Regions from separate parts of the Ovis aries genome. Here region 1 is linked to region 2. The links are chromatin contacts, called in public Hi-C maps. All regions are on one chromosome and are shown on one strand. Each heading gives the region's core, a stretch centred on a gene start, on an enhancer-like site or on the middle of the called end of the contact. The rest is flanking DNA. Distances are from core to core; before and after follow the strand shown. Region 1 holds the start of BCL6 (BCL6 transcription repressor). Region 2 overlaps LPP (LIM domain containing preferred translocation partner in lipoma).

Evidence for each region. Hi-C and Micro-C count contacts between places; a contact is called where the count stands out from the background.
Region 1: a contact with region 2 is called in a Hi-C map of liver, with 8 times the contacts expected there. The contact joins the promoter of BCL6 here to the enhancer-like site in region 2. A contact is called at or near these places in 2 of 16 Hi-C or Micro-C datasets (liver and mixed tissues).

The regions. Positions count from the first base shown.
Region 1 is chr1:200,383,602-200,386,486 of ARS-UI_Ramb_v3.0, forward strand. BCL6 (BCL6 transcription repressor) reads left to right here and starts at 1,360. Exons shown (of 10, transcript XM_042233309.1): 1 at 1,360-2,885. LOC105602706 (a long non-coding RNA gene) reads right to left here and starts at 1,011. Exons shown (of 3, transcript XR_001021447.5): 1 at 749-1,011.
Region 2 is chr1:199,761,343-199,764,193 of ARS-UI_Ramb_v3.0, forward strand. The region is part of intron 3 of LPP (LIM domain containing preferred translocation partner in lipoma); the gene reads right to left. Among named protein-coding and RNA genes, the nearest start is that of LPP, 230 kb to the right of the region's middle. Within about 2 kb of position 1,414, at least 10 of the 54 cell types and tissues checked have an H3K27ac peak or open chromatin away from gene starts, as enhancers often do. A contact at or near this core is called in liver, where this site is marked.

The sequences.
Region 1 (2,885 bases), core at 110-2,609, 620 kb after region 2:
GTGAACCGCGTTGTAGTTGTAGCACAGTCTGTTCTAAATCCACGCAGTATCTGTGATACTGGCACCGCAGGCCTTTAGAATTCCCTCCGGCTGGTCTCTTTAAACACAGACAGGAGAGATTTTTAACAACGACCTTGAAACGAGCTGGGAGAGAGCGGGGGGAACCAAGACCTAAAGAAAAAGCAGAACACAAACATGTATTTGGCTCACAGAATTTTGTAGAACACACGCGTACGCGTACACATACACATACACACACGTTTCTTGCAGCAAGAATTTTCCTAAGAGTCAACAATAACAGAGTAAACCCACCACTTGCTGTCCTGGAAAGAAACAAACCAAAACAAATCCTTTGAACATGTCTTTCTAGCGCAGGAGAGCGTCCTCTCAGTAAAAGTCCAAGGGAAAAAGGAAAATTGAACACCCTTCCCCGCCCCCCTGAAAAAAGTGGGGGTCGGAATTGTTACATATGACAAAAAACTCAAGCTTCTTTCAACACTATCAGTATTAAAATAACACGTCTTCCTTAAATCGTTTGAGACATTTCATAGGGGTAAAACAAAACAAAATCCAACCGATGCGGGATCCTACGATTTACGTAACATCACAAAGTTGCAAAAGGCAAAAATCAGAAGCAAAAATCCGCAAACCATCATAATACAACCACCCCAAATCCCAAACCACCACACCAAGGAAAAAAAAAAAAATCCCAAACTGTCCCAAATAAAAATAAAGCAAATGAACCCACCGAAAACTGCTTGGCAAATATTTTTCTCGTGGTGCCTAATATTCTAGCTGGAAAGAGCTGTGGTGTTTTTTTTTTTTTTTTTTCCCTTACTCGCCCCGAAACCTACTATATATAACAGACTTTTCCCAAAGGTTCGAACCTCTCGCTTCCTTTTGTGTTTTGAGCTCGGAGGAGCTGAGTTTATGGGGAAGAGAGGAGAAATGAGCCCCAGACCCCGGGGAAGCAAAGCGCACTCCCCCTCTTATGTCACCGAATAGCAAATTAGTTCTCAGAATTCCAGAGGCCGAGCTTTGCTACAGCGAAGACGCCGACGTCACAGAGGGGCGCCCACGTGACGGTGGCGGAGCAGGCTGTACCACCGACCGGGGGCCGGGGAGGGAGAGCCACCGTCCGGCCCCTCGACCCTCGCGCCGAAATCTCCAAACCCGAGACGTTCAGCCCGTGAGGACCCCAAAATCTGCGGGACAGCGGGAAAATATTTTGGCTTGGAGGGCTTTTTATGGCCCGGAGGAGGCATAAGTCGTGGAGAGCTGACACCGAGTCCTCCCCTGCTACGTAGCAGTGGTAAAGTCCCCAGCTCAAATTCCGAGAATTGAGCTCTGTTGATTCTTAGAACTGGGGTTCTTAGAAGTGGTGATGCAAGAAGTTTCTAGGAAAGGCCGGACACCAGGTGATTATTGCTGTTGCTGCCGCCGCTGCTGCTGCCGCCGCCGCTGTTGCCGCTGGTGCCGCTGCCGCCGCCGCTGCTCATGATCATTATTTTACCTTTTAATTCTTTTTTTCTGCTCTTGCCAAATGCTTTGGCTCCAAGTTTCCTATGTGTATCTATTGATGTAAATGTATATATTTATTTATTGTAGCTGTCAGGTGTTAAAATAAATGCCGAAGATTAGTCCCACGTCTCTCCCACTCTAGGATGTAGATTTTTATATTTTTATTATTTTATTCTTGTTGTCTTTGAGTGAATTGGCCGGTTTGGGGAGGCTTTTGCCACCCTCCCTTGTGTTGTTTTGGTTTTTGAAGAGGAGGTGGAGGAGAGGAAGGAGGGGAATTAGGGGGCGGCCGGAGCAGAAAGGACGAGACAGTGCTTGGGGGGTGATTCGGGCAAGTCTGGGGGCTGTCTGGCCCCAGACGGCGGAGAGGACGCGCGCTCGCGCTCTCGCTCTTTCTGCTGCTGCTTGCGTACGGCTTGTGATCTCGCTGGATTCGTGCGGCTGTGTTTTTTTTTCCCTCTTTTCTCGCTTGCAAACTGCCTTCCTTGCTCCCTCGCTCCAGCCTCGCCTTCCTTCCTTCCCTCTCCTTTCCCTCGCCTCTCCTTCCTTCCCCTCTCCCGTCCTTCTTGGTCACTCCGGGAGGCGAGGAGGGAGACTGCCCTTTCGCTCGCCCCGCTGGCTCCCTTCCACCGGCCTCGGTCCTCTCGATTCCCCACCTCCGAGCCGAGATTTTGGAGGAGAAATGCAAGCGAACTCCTAGTGGATATTTATTTTTTTTCCCCTTCATAAACCCAGATGAAGTGTTCCTTTCTGAGCCGCGATCTTCCTAACGAGATCCGAGCGTTTTGGTGTCCCCTTCCCCTGCGTTTTGGGGGAGGTTTAGCTTGCCTGGGGGCGGGGATGTTGAATAGTTTGGAAATCATTCTTTCTTGGTTGCAGTCTAGGGAGTCGGGAACCCCCGCGCGCTCCCTCTCCCGGTCCTGGGGAGAGAGGCTTGTGGCGGGATGGGGATTTGGGGGTGGGGGTGGGAAAGGGGTGCGCGTTTGCACCTGCGGTGCTGTTCAGAGTGCGGGGACTCCGGGAACCTTCGCAGAACGGCCCAGCCAAGCGGGAAGGTGGCGGGATTTCTGGCGGTCGTGGTGTTTGTATTTTGGGCGCTGCGTGACTCGGTGTTAGCTCCCAATGGCTGTTTCCCTGCTTTCCTAAATTTTTATTTTTCCCGTGGTGCAAGCTTTGTGAAAACAAACAAAACAAAAACTGCGGGTCGGAGAGTAGCGGCGTCAGGCTTCAGATTCCCGAGGTCTTTGCACAGGGCGAGGGAAAAAACAAACAGCCCCAGCCCGCGTTCCTACGTGCAAGACCCGGGAGGAGAGAAGGGCACTTTGTGGCCCTGGCTGGGGGACCTGGCGCCGGAGGAGGGGGCG
Region 2 (2,851 bases), core at 164-2,663:
ACCTTGAGCTCTTTGAGTTCAGTAAGTCTATTCCTAAAAGTGGAAATCTGGCTTTACAAAGATGAGATTCTCATTGCTTGATTCATAAGCATTTAAAATCCTGATATATATCTTATACCTTCACCAGGATGAAAAAATGACTAAGGGAAAAAATCACCAACAGCATCTCTAATGAGGCCTAGCAATCCCCTTGGTGGTTATCTGGCTGGAATCCTCTCATCCTAAACCCACTGCCAAGTGGGTAGGTCCATAAGTTAATTGCTGCTCATTGTCTGCATTCCCCTGACAGCTTGTTCAAACTTGTATTAAAACACACAAACACCACATTTTAGCTATCTGTTTACAGGTCTGTTGTACCCATTAGATAGGTCAGAGACTATTACTAGACCTTGAGGGAAGTTTTCACTGATTTTGATTTTTTTAAATAATTTTGTGTTCTTCTTTATTATAAATTCACATTGATATTCCCATAGAAAAGTATATTAAATAAGAGAGAGATAATTCTATTTAGATATCATTTAAAAAGCAGAAAAAGTTCACTTTTTCCTCAATGAATATAAACCCTCTATTGACAAATCTCAGGCCATGTTCACATGACACTACTCTTTGTGACTCTGAAGCAATGTTTGCTCAGACCACATAACCTGCCAAGAGTAAGCATAGCAATAAGACACAGAGTTAACCGTCATCCTCCAGCTTCCAAACATTATATTGCTCACAAAGCTGTCACCTGTCAACTGTACTGTTTGCACCGTACTATCACATTACTGCTTGTAAACTAGTTCAGAGCTTTTGCATAGAGTTTGAAGGCTATAATTTGAATTAACATTATTGAATTTAGATAATATTATTACAGATTAAGGTTTCCAAGTTAATCTTTGTTTATCTGATAATTAATTTCCATCTTAAATTTCTATTAAACCCAAGATCTACTTCATCTTAGGGTTAGAATACAAGGATATTGCTAAATTCAGTTAAATTGCTCAGTCACTGGAAAAATAAAGGGAGGAAGAAGAGGTACAACTTTTCCTCTTCAAGGACCATAAGATACAGTTTTAAAAAACAAAGAAACTCAATACCTTACAGCTCTGAAATCATAGTTTCTGGTTAACACCAATCCAAGAGCCTGGAGAAGCATCTCAGCAATTAAAATGGCATAAAAAACAGACAGGCTTCTCTTTGGAATGTACTATAAATTCAAGTTATGTAAGAGAGGCTAGTTTTGCAATTTCACATTTAATAGCAAAACAATTGAAACCATTTTCAACCAGTGACCTTTATCTTAAGTCATGTTGGAAGTTGTTCCACTTTTATTTCAAGATTTTGAAACAGAGACAAAATCTGTAGAAGCATCGACCAATAGCCACTGAGTAAAAACGAGCCAGGCTGTTTCGGATCAGTTTCAGAATGACAGGGGTGGATGTTATTCCTTTTCAAATTTCTCTCGATGAGAGTGCTGGTGTTGCGCCTTCTGTATTTTTATCAGTTACTGACTACCTCGCAAAAAAAAAGACAATGCCGTGTGTCAAAAATGTTCTAAGTTGGCTAATATTCTGGGGAAATAACACACACACACACACACTTTAAACATATGTAAGGCAGTATCCAAGAAGCATGAAATTGTTACTGAAGTTATTTCTTCTAACGCAGAGCTGAAGCTGAAACTGAACCACCCTCTGTGAGTCTGCTTATCCACACCAATGACAAGGAACTTACTACTTCACAAGGCAGCCCCTTTCATGGCAGAAAAGTTGTAACTACTAGAAAGTTATGTTAAGGCTGAAACCGGTATTCCCCTAAGAACCACCGATCAGTCCTGCCTTTGCCTTGGAATCATAAGCTTTCTTCTACATGGCAGCCCTCCAGATACTTAAAATATCTTTTTAGTTTCCTATTTATTTTTTTCTGTGTCCCAAGTTTAGATAGTCCGATTCTTCTTTTTTCCTCCAACTAGACTTACAGCTTGAGAACAATAACATAGAATTTGAAATCTCAAACCAGCAGTTTTCAAACTTATCGTTAAGAAAAATGGGTTTCTTCACACCAAATCTTTAAGAAACCCCAAGAATAAAATAGACAAATTGATAAAGTGATTCCTCGGATTTATTTAAATCTTTGTCTTTTGACAGAATACACTTCAGTTGTGGGGCGGGGGGAGCGGTGGGGGGTTGGGTGGAGTGGGGAGGAAGAAGTATAAACCTAATTACCTCCAATAAGAACTCTGCACCGAGCCAGTTTGACAACCCTCTGCTTTCGAATATTACAGTGATTGTAGCAAATAAAGAACACAGATGGTGTCTTCCTTTATTTTCCTAGTGCCTAGTTACCTGTCCCATCATCGGGGTCAGCACGTGATTATTATATAAAAGAGAAGGGAAAGATTTGGGAAGATGAAGAGTTAAATTCTAGTTCTGAATCATGTCAGTTCACATTTCAAACACTGTCCTCCACAATTTCTTATAATTAGGGTGACCATGCATCCAATTTATGGTTTCAGTGTAATTATTAACAGTGCCCCTTTCACTCTCGGAAGAGTCCCAGTTTAGACAATCCCTTATATATAGTCACTTCATTTATAATATAGTAATAATGAGAGTCAGTGAATCCAAGAGAATTCTGAACATGTTAGGATCCTCTCACAAAGGCCCTCTGGCCAAAGACCTCCCATGCTTTGAGCTTGGAGCTTATTACTGCAATTGTTAAGAGGGCAGAGCAATCAGCAGTGAGGAGAGAAGATCTTGGGGGCTACCCTGCTCCAGAAGCACGTGCTTTCCAGTAAGGAGGGAAGAAGGTACCAGAATGATCGTGCGGGAGTAGAAAAATACAAGATACAGCAGAAATCTACAAGAAG